Linked DNA regions of Sus scrofa: region 2 is linked to region 1. The links are chromatin contacts, called in public Hi-C maps. All regions are on one chromosome and are shown on one strand. The core of a region is the stretch at or near the end of the contact, and the rest is flanking DNA. Distances in the headings are between cores, read along the strand shown.

What was found. A called contact is a pair of places that touch in the nucleus more often than the background predicts.
Region 2: a contact with region 1 is called in a Hi-C map of liver, with 8 times the contacts expected there. The contact joins two enhancer-like sites. A contact is called at or near these places in 1 of 47 Hi-C or Micro-C datasets (liver) and 1 of 2 datasets of contacts at active chromatin or transcription factors (skeletal muscle).

Annotation. Positions count from the first base shown.
Region 1 is chr15:58,717,744-58,723,918 of Sscrofa11.1, forward strand. No RefSeq gene overlaps it. Among named protein-coding and RNA genes, the nearest start is that of HS6ST1, 350 kb to the right of the region's middle. Within about 2 kb of position 3,073, at least 1 of the 83 cell types and tissues checked has an H3K27ac peak or open chromatin away from gene starts, as enhancers often do. A contact at or near this core is called in liver, where this site is marked.
Region 2 is chr15:59,058,706-59,064,955 of Sscrofa11.1, forward strand. No RefSeq gene overlaps it. Among named protein-coding and RNA genes, the nearest start is that of HS6ST1, 4.6 kb to the right of the region's middle. Within about 2 kb of position 3,711, at least 57 of the 83 cell types and tissues checked have an H3K27ac peak or open chromatin away from gene starts, as enhancers often do. A contact at or near this core is called in liver, where this site is marked.

The sequences.
Region 1 (6,175 bases), core at 1,823-4,322:
GTATAAAAATTCCTACACAATATACTAAATGAACTTTCCAGAATATCCATAAAAGCCCTGGCCAAGTGCTTTCCAGATGCAGTGTTGGAGATCTCCCATTGGCTGCCTTGCTCGCAGAAAGCACGGCTGCCTCCACCAATCAGAACCCCAAGCGCTGTCTAGGAATGAAAGCCGGTGACACAGGCAAAAGACCGCCGGGTGAGCAGCAGCGCTCAACTTCTGGAGGGAGCAGGACGATGCGTGGGCCCCAAGCCTGAGAGGGCATGCTGTGGCACCCAGGCTCCTGGAGGCAGCAGCACCAGCGTCTCTCCTGCTGTTTCCGGGTTTGCCCCGCTGTAGGCCTGGCGTCAGGTCTCCCTCATCCCAGCCCGCCTAGCACACCTGGTTCTCTACCTCTCCTAGTGAGTCTGTGAGTTCCTCACATCTTTGAAAGACATTCCTTTCCTGCCTAAAACAGCCAGCCTGTTTCTTTTGTCTGCAATCAAGAACCCTGGCTAATGCCATTACAAAATCTCTCTGAATGTGGAATGTGGGTTTCTTTTTTTTTCTTTCCTTTTTCTTTTTTTGCTTTTCAGGCCATAGCTTCAGCATATGGAAGTTCCCAGTCCAGGGGTTAGAGCTGCTGGCTTATGCCACAGCACCCAGGGATCCAAGCTGAGTCTGAGACCACAGCTCAAAGCAATGCCAGATCCTTAACCCATTGAGCCAGGCCATGAATGGAACCTGCATCCTCATGGATACTAGTTGGGTTCATTACTGCTGAGCCACAAGGGGAACTTCCTAAATGTGGGTTTCTTCCTGAAGCAGGTGTGCCACACCTCCTCTGGGGACAAGCCAGGTAGCAGGCCCTGAGGGACAGACAGAGCCTTGGGCAGGAAGGAGGGAGGGGGGCTGTGACCTGGTGGTGAGGGTCCCCTGCTCCAGCTTCTGCATCAGTGACACTACCTTATGGCAGCCTTCTTGAGTCCAACTAATCCAGGCCACAATTTTTTTCTTCATAACAAATTCAAAATTTGAATTTAACTACCAGTTTCTCAACAATCTGAAAGTACATTGTTCCTATGAACCTTTGGTAAGCTGCAAAGGCATAAAGCCAAGAAGCAGTTACCTAGGACACATCATGCTAAGGGGATGCACAAGATGTATAAACGCAGGAGTTCCCGTTGTGGCACAGTGGAAACAAATCCGACTGGGGACGGTGAGGTTGTGGGTTCCATCCGTGGCCTCGCTCAATGGGTTAAGGATCCGGCATTGCTGTGAGCTGTGGTGTAGGTCACAGATGCAGCTTGGATCTGGTGTTGCTGTGGCTGTGGCGTAGGCCAGCAGCTGTAGCTACGATTCGACCCTTAGCCTGGGAACATCCAAATGCAGAGGGAGTGGCCCTAAAAAAAAAGGAAAAAAAAAAAGATACATAAGCACAGATGCTCACAATCACAGTCCAAATCTGTGGTGGTTTGATGCTGAGAAGCTGAGCATAGTTCCAGGGAGAGTTTGGTGGTGCCACTCTCTCTGCTCCTCAGGAGAGCACTGCCTCTGTGACAGCTCCCTGCACAGCTCCCTGCAAAAGCAATGCTGAACTGCTGAATGCTAATTTCACTTTTGCCTTTTTTTTTTTTTTTTGTCAAAGTGAAAATCCTCTTCAGATTTCTTTGGGCTAGTGAAAACAAGTACTCATGCCAGTCTTCCACAAAAGTGGAAAGGCATAAATTGGTCTTTTGTAAAGCAGGGACACTTGTATTTACTTGTTCAGATATTTGTTCTGTGTCTGTCTGGTCTCCACAGGTGTGACAAGTTGGGGATGGCAGAAATCAGGTTCATCCATTCACTCCTGGGTCTCAGTATCTGGAATGGTGTTGGGCACACAGAGGTGCTCAATGACAGTTTGTGAATGAATGAATGAATGAATGAATGAAACAGTTGTGCTGCAGACTCCTTCAAAAAAGAGTTTGCTGTCACTTTAAGTCTCCTTATCACCACAGCTGTTTGCTACCTGAAAGGTAGATATTGTTATGTTCCCCGCCAGATTGATGACCTTGAATTTCATCATATCAAATGGCCCTTCTCTGAGAAATCTCGTTCTCATATCATCCCTCCTTCTCCTTTAATTACCATCATTGAATGATAGATCATGTCCCAACACTTTAGTAAAACAACTTCTGTTCTCTCTGTTCACTGATTTTCAGGTGACTCACCACATAGTGTCTGAAACACGCCAGGGCTCCAGTGCACGTTCACAGAGTCTTGGGAATTTTCGTTGCTGTGTAACAAACCACTCTAAAACTTGGTTGATTATAACAATAATGACATTTCATTTGCCCATAGGGACACTCATCTCTCAACCACCTAGCATGACCCAGGGGTTTCATAGAACCCCTGAAGTCCTGCTACATCCCCTGGGTGGTGGCCAGAGCAGCCCAGATGGGGCTGGGGCTGGAGTGCAGCAGGCAGCCTCCTGACAATGGGGTGATTGGATCATTGGTGGGCTCCCCAAGCCAAAGACCTTGTCCTGTATCCCTTCATATGACCCAGCCAAGGAAATAAAATAGCATCACTTCCCCCATAGCCACAGACCCTCCAGATGCAAGGGAAGGGTACCTGTGTCATCATAGGGAGCCCATGTGGGGGCAGGGGGGATGTATCAAGGGCCTATAGGGTATACCTACCACCTGCCACAAAGGCTGTCACCCTAAGATGGAAAGGGCTGGGAGACAGCAGTAAGTGCATTGGTGGAACTTGACAGACACGAGTCTGGTCATAGAGTTTATATTTGGCCACTTGACCATAGGTGTACTTTTCAGTTGTGAGATCTGTATTGATTTTGTATTGCTGTATAGTTAATGACACCAAAACCTAGTGAGTTGAAACAGCACACATTTATTATCTCCTGGCTCCCATGGGTGGGGAATGTGGGCACTGCTCAGACTGGGTGCCTCGGGGTCTCTCAAAAGCTGCAGTCATCTCAAGCCTGGACAGATGGGAGGGCTGCTTCCAAGAAGCTCACCTGGCTTAGTCCTCACAGGCTGTAGAGCCAAGGGCTTTCATTGATTGCTGGCTGCTGGACAGAGTTTGCTCTCAGCTCCCTCCCACATGGACCTTGCTTGATCAAAGTGTAAAGGCCTAGAAGGAACTAGAGACAGAGTACCATCCTGGTCATAGATAAAACATGCCATTCTTTCTCTGTGGTCTAGGGGCTAGAATTGAGTTACTGGGTCCAGCACATTCACTAGCAACCAGGGACCTTGTCAGACACTGCCAAGCTTTTCCCACCCCTGGGATCCTTGCCTCCTACTTCTCTTGATGATGTAATAGATGTGAATAAATGGTAGGAACACTTCAAATGTTGTTTAGATAGAATGATGATGATGGCCAATAGATAAGATGAATGAAATAGTGTGAAATTTTAAACAATCTAGTTTTGAAGAGTAGAGCCCTTTAAAAACCTGATACACCCTCATTACCTTTATTTATATATATATAAAACTGAAGGTATATATGTGTGTGTGTGTATATATATATAAAACTGAAGGTATGTGTGTGTGTGTGTGTGTGTGTGTGTGTGTGTGTAAAACTGAAGGCATACACACACACATACACCATTTTTTTTTTTTTTTTTAGGGCCGCGCCCTTGGCATATGGAAGTTCACAGGCTAGGGGTCAAATCAGAGCTATAGCTGCCAGTCTATGCCATAGCCACAGCAACTTGAGATCCAAGCCATATCTGCAATCTACACCACAGTTCACAGCAATGCTGGATCTCCAGCCCACTGAGTGAGGCCAGGGATCAAACCCACATCCTCATGGATATTAGTTGGATTCATTTCCACTGTGTCACAATGGGAAATCCGTCAGTTATATTTTAACCAGAATCTCCTCCTAGTCTATATTTTAAAATTTACCCAGCATATTAAGTTATACACATGACAGAAATAAGACCACTGAGGAGTTCCTGTTGTGGCTCAGCAGGCTAAGAACCTGACATAGTCTCCATGAGGATGCAAGTTCAATCCTTGGCCTTGCTCAGGCATTGCTGCAAGCTGTAGAATAGGTAACAAGGTTGTGGATAGGCTGGCAACTTCAGCTCCAATTCAACCCCTATCCCGGTAACTTCCAAATGCTGCAAGTGTGGCCCTAAAAAGAAAGAAGAAGGAAAAAAAAAAGCAAAAAAACGACCATTAAACCTGTTCTTAACTGTAAGTCTTTAAAAAAAAAAAAACCACTTCAGATATCTCTTTATATGATTGCTTTAGATGCATTTCTTTGCAAATCAAAACCGCAGTGAGATACCACCTCACACCAATCAGCATGCCCATCATTAATTAATAAGTCTACAAATAACAAATGCTGGAGAGGGTGTGAAGAAAAGGGAACACTCCTACACTGTTGATGGGAATGTAAATTGATACAACCACTATGGAAAACAGTATGGAGATTCCTCCAAAAACTATAGAACTACCACATGATCCAGCAATCCTACTCTTAGGCAAATATCCAGACAAAACTGTAATTCAAAGAGATACAGGTGTCCCTGTGCTCATAGCAGCACTATTCACAATAGCCAAGACATGGAAATAATCTAAATGTCCATTGACAAATGAGTGGCTTAAGAAGATGTGGTACATATATGCAATGGAATACTATTGAGCCATTAAAAAGAATAAAATAATGCCATTTGCAACAACATGGATGCAGCCATAGATTCTCAAACTAGGTGAAGTAAGTCAGAAAGAGAAAGACAAAGACCGTATAGTATCACATGTGGAATCTAAAATATGGCACAAATGAACCTACCTACAGAATAGAAACAAACTCATGGACATAAAGAACAGACTTGTGGTTGCCAAAGGGGAGGGGGAGGGAGTGGGAAGGACTGGGAGTTTGAGGTTGGTAGATACAAACTATTACATTTAGAATAGGTAAGCAATGAGGTCCTACTGTACAGCATACAGATCTATATCCAATCTCTTGGGATAGAACATGATGAAAGATAATACAAGAAAAGGAATAAATATAAATATATTTATATGACGATCAATTTGCTGTGTGGCAGAAATCGGCAAATCATAAATCAACTATACTTAATTTTTAAAAAATAGTAAAAACAAATAAAATAGATTTGTTTCTTAGAAACCATCATAGCTCTTTTTTTTTTTTTTTTTCCTTTTTCTTTTGGACCATGCCTGCAGCATTCGGAAGTTCCTAGTCCAGGGATCAAACCCAAGCAACAACAGTGATAAGGCCATATCCTTAACCGCTAGGCCACTAGAAACTCCCATCACATCTTTCTTTCTCTGAAACTCTTTGTATACACATGCATTTTCTCTCCCCTCCTTTGTTTGGTGATTCTGTAGGCCTCTTGTATGTAAGGTTTGTTCTCCAAAGGGCAAAATGTAGCATTTTAAGCCTAGTTTGTTGTCCAGAGATTTCTCAGGTTGAGCCTGACCTCTTGATTTGCTCTGATGGGAGAGGGTTCAGGGGTGTGAGCTCAGTTTCCTTATACCATGTGGTGCCAGGGCCTGGGAACGGGAAGTGACTCAGGACACGGGACCAACCTGCTGTGGCCAACAGCTTCCTGGAAGAGTCCCGGCTGAAGTGAAGCCTTCTCCCTGCTGCCTGGCTCCCCTTCCTCTACCCTGTGGCCTGCAGATTTTCACTCCCAGTACAGGCCCACATTCTATTTAAAGCACAGGACTTCTTCTGATTTCACCCTTCCCATCTCCTCCTCCAAGTTTTTTTGGTTCACACCTTGGCTGGACATCCTTAGGTCTATGCTCATGTCATCCTTTCTAATTTTCAAAACACTTTCAATTAAAGAAAACACCTTGTAATTGTGAGTTCCCATGTCCTCTGGCTTTCTCTAGCCTTGGTGCCATTTTGAGAAGAAACAACACAGTTTCTTGTTTTCTCTTCTTTTGTTTTTCAACTTTTTATGTTTAAAATAATTAAAGATGTAAATCAACTATTCTTCAATAAAATTTAAAAAATAGAAATAAAAAATTATAATTACATATTTTTCAGAAGGTTCAAAAATATAACAGAGAGGTCTCCTCCTTGCCTTTCCATTTCCCATAATAGTTACATTTTCCATACAATGACACAATGTCAAAACCAGAAAACTGACAGTGCTATAAATGTGAGCATCTGTTCTTTGCCCACTTGTCACCTGGAGAGACAGGTC
Region 2 (6,250 bases), core at 2,461-4,960, 340 kb after region 1:
TGTGTGAGGGAAACAAGGGCCCAGGGGCACATTCAGTAGGGTCCCAAAGTGGGAACATGGTTCTGAATCCTTCCAAGCTGAGGAAAATTGGGCCATCCCAGGGGGAGATGGGAGGCCTAGACCCCTCCCCAGAACCCAGTTTTTAGATTCCTTCAGGGCTGGGCAGCCCAGAAATGAGAAAGTGAGAGAACCCCCAGCCATGGTTCTCACCAAGCAGGGGACAGCATAACCCTGGCCAAGTCATTTCACATTTGTTTAGCCTCAATTTCCCCATCTGTGCAACGGGGGAATGGTGTCCATATGGCAGCTGAGAGAACTGAATAAAATAATGTACAGAGGAGAAAAGCCCAGGGCTAGGCCCTCAGAAGGAGCTGGTCATCTGTATTCAACACAGTGGCTTACTATGGATCTTTAGCCCCTGATGTATGTTGGCTCACTTATTCCTTACAAAGATCCTATGAAGTAGTCTATTCTCATTTTGCAGATGAGGAAACTGAGGCTCAGAGAGGCTAAGCAACTTGCTCTGGGTCACAGAGATGGTTAGACAGAGATGGGAAGTGAACACAGCACCCTTATTCCAAACAGCCCCACTTGACTTTGTTCTTATGAGGCTGACGCCCTTCTCCATGGGGCCTCAAGGGACCGGCCTGAGGAGGGAAGGAGCGTCCAAAGCCTTAGTCACCCCAAAGCCAAAGTCCCATAAGGAGGCTCTCATGGAGCCCTGGGGTGGCCAGGGAAAGCAGGCCCCTCCCCCAGGCCTCCTCATCTGCCTCACAGGTCTCAGCTATGGAAGCAGAGGTCTCCATTCCCTGACCGTCTCCTCCTTTATCTGGGCCTATGGCCTTGGCAGGTCACCTGGCCTCCTTGAGACACTTGAGCCGAAAGCAGACCTGCTTCCTGACTACCACGTGGAGCCACCACAGGGCCTTGTCCCCACCCAAGCCACAGCCAGGTGGGTGTCCTGACTCATCTGCCCTCCCCCCTGACCCCACAATGGTGTGACCCCTGCCCCCAGCAACTGTGGAACTGAAATATATGCTGTAGCTGTGGGCTAGCCCCCCCGAGAGCCCCCATCCCTCTCGTGGTGCCCAGATCAGATGCCACCCTCCTCCTGCTGACTGCTCTGAATCCCCTGGCAAGGGTCCTGCTGGGCCTGTGTCTATTACCACAAAAGGAGGGGAGGTTACAGAGGTGAAGGGAGAAAATGAACAACAGTATGAAAATGCCCATTTACAGAGACTGGTGGTCACTGCAGAGCTAGAAGGAAATGCCATGGCCAACCAGGTCACAGCTGCTAGCTCTGGGGGACAGAGGGGCCATGGACAGGACAGATGAGCCCCTTCCCCACAGGGCCACAGGGCAGGCAGGCCACACAGGAAGTGACCTAGGGACCTTCTCCATAGACACCAGTCTTCCCAACTCTGTGCACCCACCCAGGGCCCAGGGTCCACTAAAGGACCTGTGACCTGCCAGGAAAGAAGCTTCCACCAGAAAAATCAACTGTTATACCAACTGGGATCTATCAGGAGGGTAAACCCTACTGGTCTAAAATAACGGAAGAATCTGTTAAAAAGAGCCAAGCAGATAAGGGAGGGGTCAGCCATTAACCTGTAGCTATGACAAAAGGGGGGAAAGAAGAGTTTCTACTGTGGCTTAGTGGGTTAAGAACCTGACTAGTATCCATGAGAATGCAGGTTTGATCCCTGGCCTCACTCTGAGGGTTAAGGATCCGGTGTTGTCGTGATCACAGACATGGTTCAGATCTGGTGTTGCTGTGGCTGTGGCATAGGCCAGCAGCTACAGCTCCAATTTGATCCCTAGCCTGGGAACTTTCATATGCCACAGGTGCAGCCCTAAAAAGAAAGAAAAAATAATAATAAAGCTCAATATTAAACCTGGGACAAGGTCCGCTGGGAGCCAGAGAGGCCAACAGACACCTTTCTCCCCACCCCTTCCTTTGCCCTGGAATTTCCAAAGGCGTGTCCGTTTCTGAGACACTTCCAAGTATGAGAATGCCCTCGGGGTCACATCATGCCCTTCCACGCCTCAGCAAGCTGGCAGAAATGGGCCCCGCCTGGCTCAGGCACTGTCCAGTCAACAACCCCATCAGCAGGGATGCACCCTGTGTGGAGGGTAGGCAGTGAGACCCAGAACAGGGCCTCCTGTGCTGTACCGGGGGTCCAGCCCCTGCCTTACCACCCACCATAAGTTCTCTCTAAAAAGGAGCCAAGAGAGGGCAGGGCAAAGTTCCAGATGTGAGCAGTTACCAGGGTGGATAGTCACCTGGGTCTGGCTGAGGAGGGGCTGCAGAAGAGCCACCCACACCAGTTTCCCCCCTGGGCCACCCCTAGGTCACAAACCTGTGCTTCCGACGGTGCATAGAGGGTGTGAACCACAGTTGTATCCATTTGAATTGCTCAGATTTTCAATTCTTTTTTATTTATTTATTTATTTTGGCTTTTTAGGGCCACCCCTGCAGCATATGAAGTTCCCAAACTAGGGGTCAAATCAGAGCTACAGCTGCAGGCCTACCCCACAGCCACAGCAAGGTGGATCCCAGCCCAGGCTGCGACCCACACTGCAGCTCAAGGCAACCCTGAATCCTTAACCCACTGAACAAGAGGCCAGGGGTGGAACTCTCATCCTCATGGATCCTAGTCTGTTAGTAATCTGCTGAGCCACAACGGGAACTCCGCTCAGATTCTCAATCTATTTATACTTCCACCTTCTTCCGAAGAAGATGTAAGGATGCCTTAAAATACAGCAGGAGAGAACACCAAAAAACTGAGGAGAAATGAAAAGAAGGCTCACAAGACTGCTCGGAAAAGCACCTGCGGGGTCCTGCTCAGGCCAGCTCTGCTCTGCCGTCCAGCCACTGGCCACTCAGCGGTCGGCCACTCAGCGGTCGGGACAGGTGGGAAGGGTTAGGACTGCTGCTGGGGAGCCCCTCCCCCAAGCCTGGTAGGTCCCGGCCCTTCCAAAGTTCAGGTGGGGGATAGGGACAGCCCTTCAACAAGACGGAGCCCTGGGAAGACGCTGGGCAGCGTTGGTGCCCGGTTGGGGTGGAAGGAATCGGGTACCTCTCAGAGCCTGCAGAGCAAGCGAGCCCTGGATAGGGGGACAGCTCTGCGGTGGGAAGGGAGAGGTGAGAGGGCTCCCTGGAGGAGGTGGCCTTAGATAGGCGGGTGGGCTCCCCAGGAGACCAAGGCAGACGGTAAATGGGAGCAAAGTCAGGAGGCACGAGGGGGCAAGCGTGAGGACCCCAGGAGAGATAGGCCTCATACAAGGAAGGACGCGCTGGTTAAACCAGAGTGGCCCTGAGTCGCCCGGCTCAGCCCCCTGGAGCTTCTACCCTCCCAGATCCTACTGGGCCAGTCCCTGGGGTCAGCTCCCGCCGCCTGCCACCCCCCCAGGCGGGTCCAATCGCAACGACGCGGATTCCCCCGCGACTCTGAATCCCTTTAAAAGTTAGTCCCCAAGTAAACCGCTCTTTCTCACTTGGGAAGCGGGGTCATCTCCGGAGGAGGCTTCGAGGACAGACGCGGTTGCCCTCTTCCACCCCCTGGAAACAACAATGGGCGAGCGGCCGAAAGAGAACAAGTGAATCAAGGGTGGAAAATCCCCCAATCCTGCAATGTCAAGGCTGGGCGCACGGTGCGGTGACAGGCGGCTGCGGTGCTGCCCCCACGCGCCCTTCCTCGGGACTGCAGACCTGGAGGGAGGGGCGGCACGGGTTGATCTCCTGGTTCTCAGACTCTGAGGCGCTTGGCAGGGGGGAAGGGAAAGCTCAAGTTTGCGTTCTTGAGGCTATTTTAGGTTCACAGGAAATTACATTTCATTTCTAAAGCCGAAATCGTCTCACTGCTTGCATTTTCCCGAAGCAGAATACAATGACTTGGGGTTTTTTTGATCATCACATCCTACCACTAGCCATGTTCTTTTCTTTTTCTTGGTCATTAAGCCAGAGATCCTACATTAAGGCGTTTGTGAAGTGGATATTTAGGGGACAAAAACAGTTACGGAGCCAAAGTGTGGAGATTGATTTTCCCGAACTATGAACACCCTCAAGGCTGGCCACTGGCTCCAGCAAACCGTCGCCTGCCTTATACACAGTCTTAGGACTGTGGGGAACCTTGGCTAACAGGACGATCGAGTGGGAAGGGAAAGGAAACAGCGGATGAGGAGCACCAGGAGCTTGGCACTTGAAATCAACACTGCCCTTTGATGTGCCCTTTGGTGGAGTTTCTGCTGGTTTGTCAAGGGGTGACACTGAGCTCAAAGTAGGTCGATGTGGCGCCAGTGGGCAATGGGGGCAGGGGAGTCTGCATACCATCCTGCTTCCAAAGGTCGACTGATTCCCCTAAAGCAAATGGCCTCAGGATTTGTGGCTTCTCTTTTTTTGTTCGTTTTTTGTTTGTTTGTTTGTTTGTTTGGGCTGCACCTGAGCATATGGAAGTTCCCAGGCTAGGGGTAGAATCAGAGCTAGAGCCACCCACCTACACCACAGCCACCGTAACACAGGATCTGATACACCGCAACACAACGCAACGCTGGATACTTAACCCAGTGAGCAAGGGTAGGGATTGAACCCTCAGCCTCATGGATCCTAGTTGGGCTCGTTAACCACTGAGCCACATAGGGAATTCCTGTGGCTCCTCTTACTTGACTTTGATATGGAAAAACCCACCTACAGCCTTGGGGAGTCTCACAGTATCTGTGCAGCACTTAAATCAAAAGGGATAACAATAAAATCCCACCATCTAGGAAGATTTTCTTCCCCCAAGAGAATCTAGGAAGAAAGGGCTTCTAAACTAAATAAGGGGTTCCCTCTGAGCCATTCTGGCAGGTGCAAAGCTGGATTAAACAGCTTCCCTGGGAGTAGCAGTTAAGCCATGAGTCAGGTTGCTCTGGCTCCCGTCTTGACTCATGGGAGGAGCAGCTACCCACCAGGGACCCTATACTAGGCCCTCTACCTTCTCTGGGTCTCAGTTTCCCCATTGGGACAATAAGATTGTTACAAGATGGGGCCAGAGACCAAACACTGACAGTTTGGGATAGTCTGGGTGGCTTTCAGTAACACTCCAGGTTTCTCTTGAACATTCTGGACCCACATTCCCATCTGGCAGCAGAAGACCGTGAGAAGTGGTCGCATTGTGCCCCAGTCCCCTGCCCGCACCCCCCCGCCCCCCCCCCCCGCCAAGGGAGCAGATGGGACTTCGAGGGTGAGTAAGGGCCAGGCAGGGCAGGATCAGAATCCCAGCTCTGCTGACTCTCACAAGAGTGACTGGAGCTCAACTAGGCCAGGAGGATACCTAGGGTCTCCACGTCCAGGCCCAGACATCCAGGGATGAGAGGACAGGGTGGCCAAGGGAGAGGCTTTTGCTCAGGCTTTGTCTCCCTGCTCTCATGGGTCAGGAGAGGAAGCATCAGAGAGAGGAGACCACCAGCCAGCCATGTGACTTTGGCCAGTGTCTTCACTCTCTGAACCTCAGTTTTCTCTTCTGTAAAATGGGTGGCAGGAGTTCCCGTTGTAGCGCAGCGGAAACGAATCCCACTAGAAACCATGAGGTTGCAGGTTTAATCCCTGGCCTCACTCAGTGGGTTAAGGATCTGGCTTTGCCATGAGCTGTGGTGTAGGCCAGTGGCTACAGCTCCGATTAGACCCCTAGCCTGGAACCTCAATATGCCAGGAGTTTGGCCCTAACAGCAAAAAAAAAAAAAAAAAAAAAAAAAAATGGGTGTCAGACTCTACTCTGGAGACTCACTGATGGGATCAGAAATGACACATCTGCAGTGAATGGTGCCCCATATCTCTGGATATAGAACACCCCTCAGTTATGGGAGTTCCTCTTGTGGTCTAGTAGAAATGAATTAGACTAGTATACACAAGGACGAGGGTTCGATCCCTGGCCTCACTCAGTGGGTTAAGGATCTGGCATTGCTGTGGCTGTGGCGTGGGCCAGCAGCTGCTTCTCTGATTTGACCTCTAGCCTGGGAACTTCCATATGCTGTGGGTGCGGCCTAAAGAGACCAAAAAAAAAAAAAAAAATGTCAGTTATGATTCAACACTTGGTAGAGGATTGTCCTCTGGGGAAGGACGCCCACTGAGTTGACCCAGGGCAGCTGTGCCCTCCAGGCTTGAGCTGCTGCCTGCTGGGCGGTGAAGGAAGACTTCTCCGGCCAAAACAAGGTCAAGTGACAACAGACAGAAGCAGGTGACTCCAGGCTCGCCACTGTGCCAGCCCAGCCC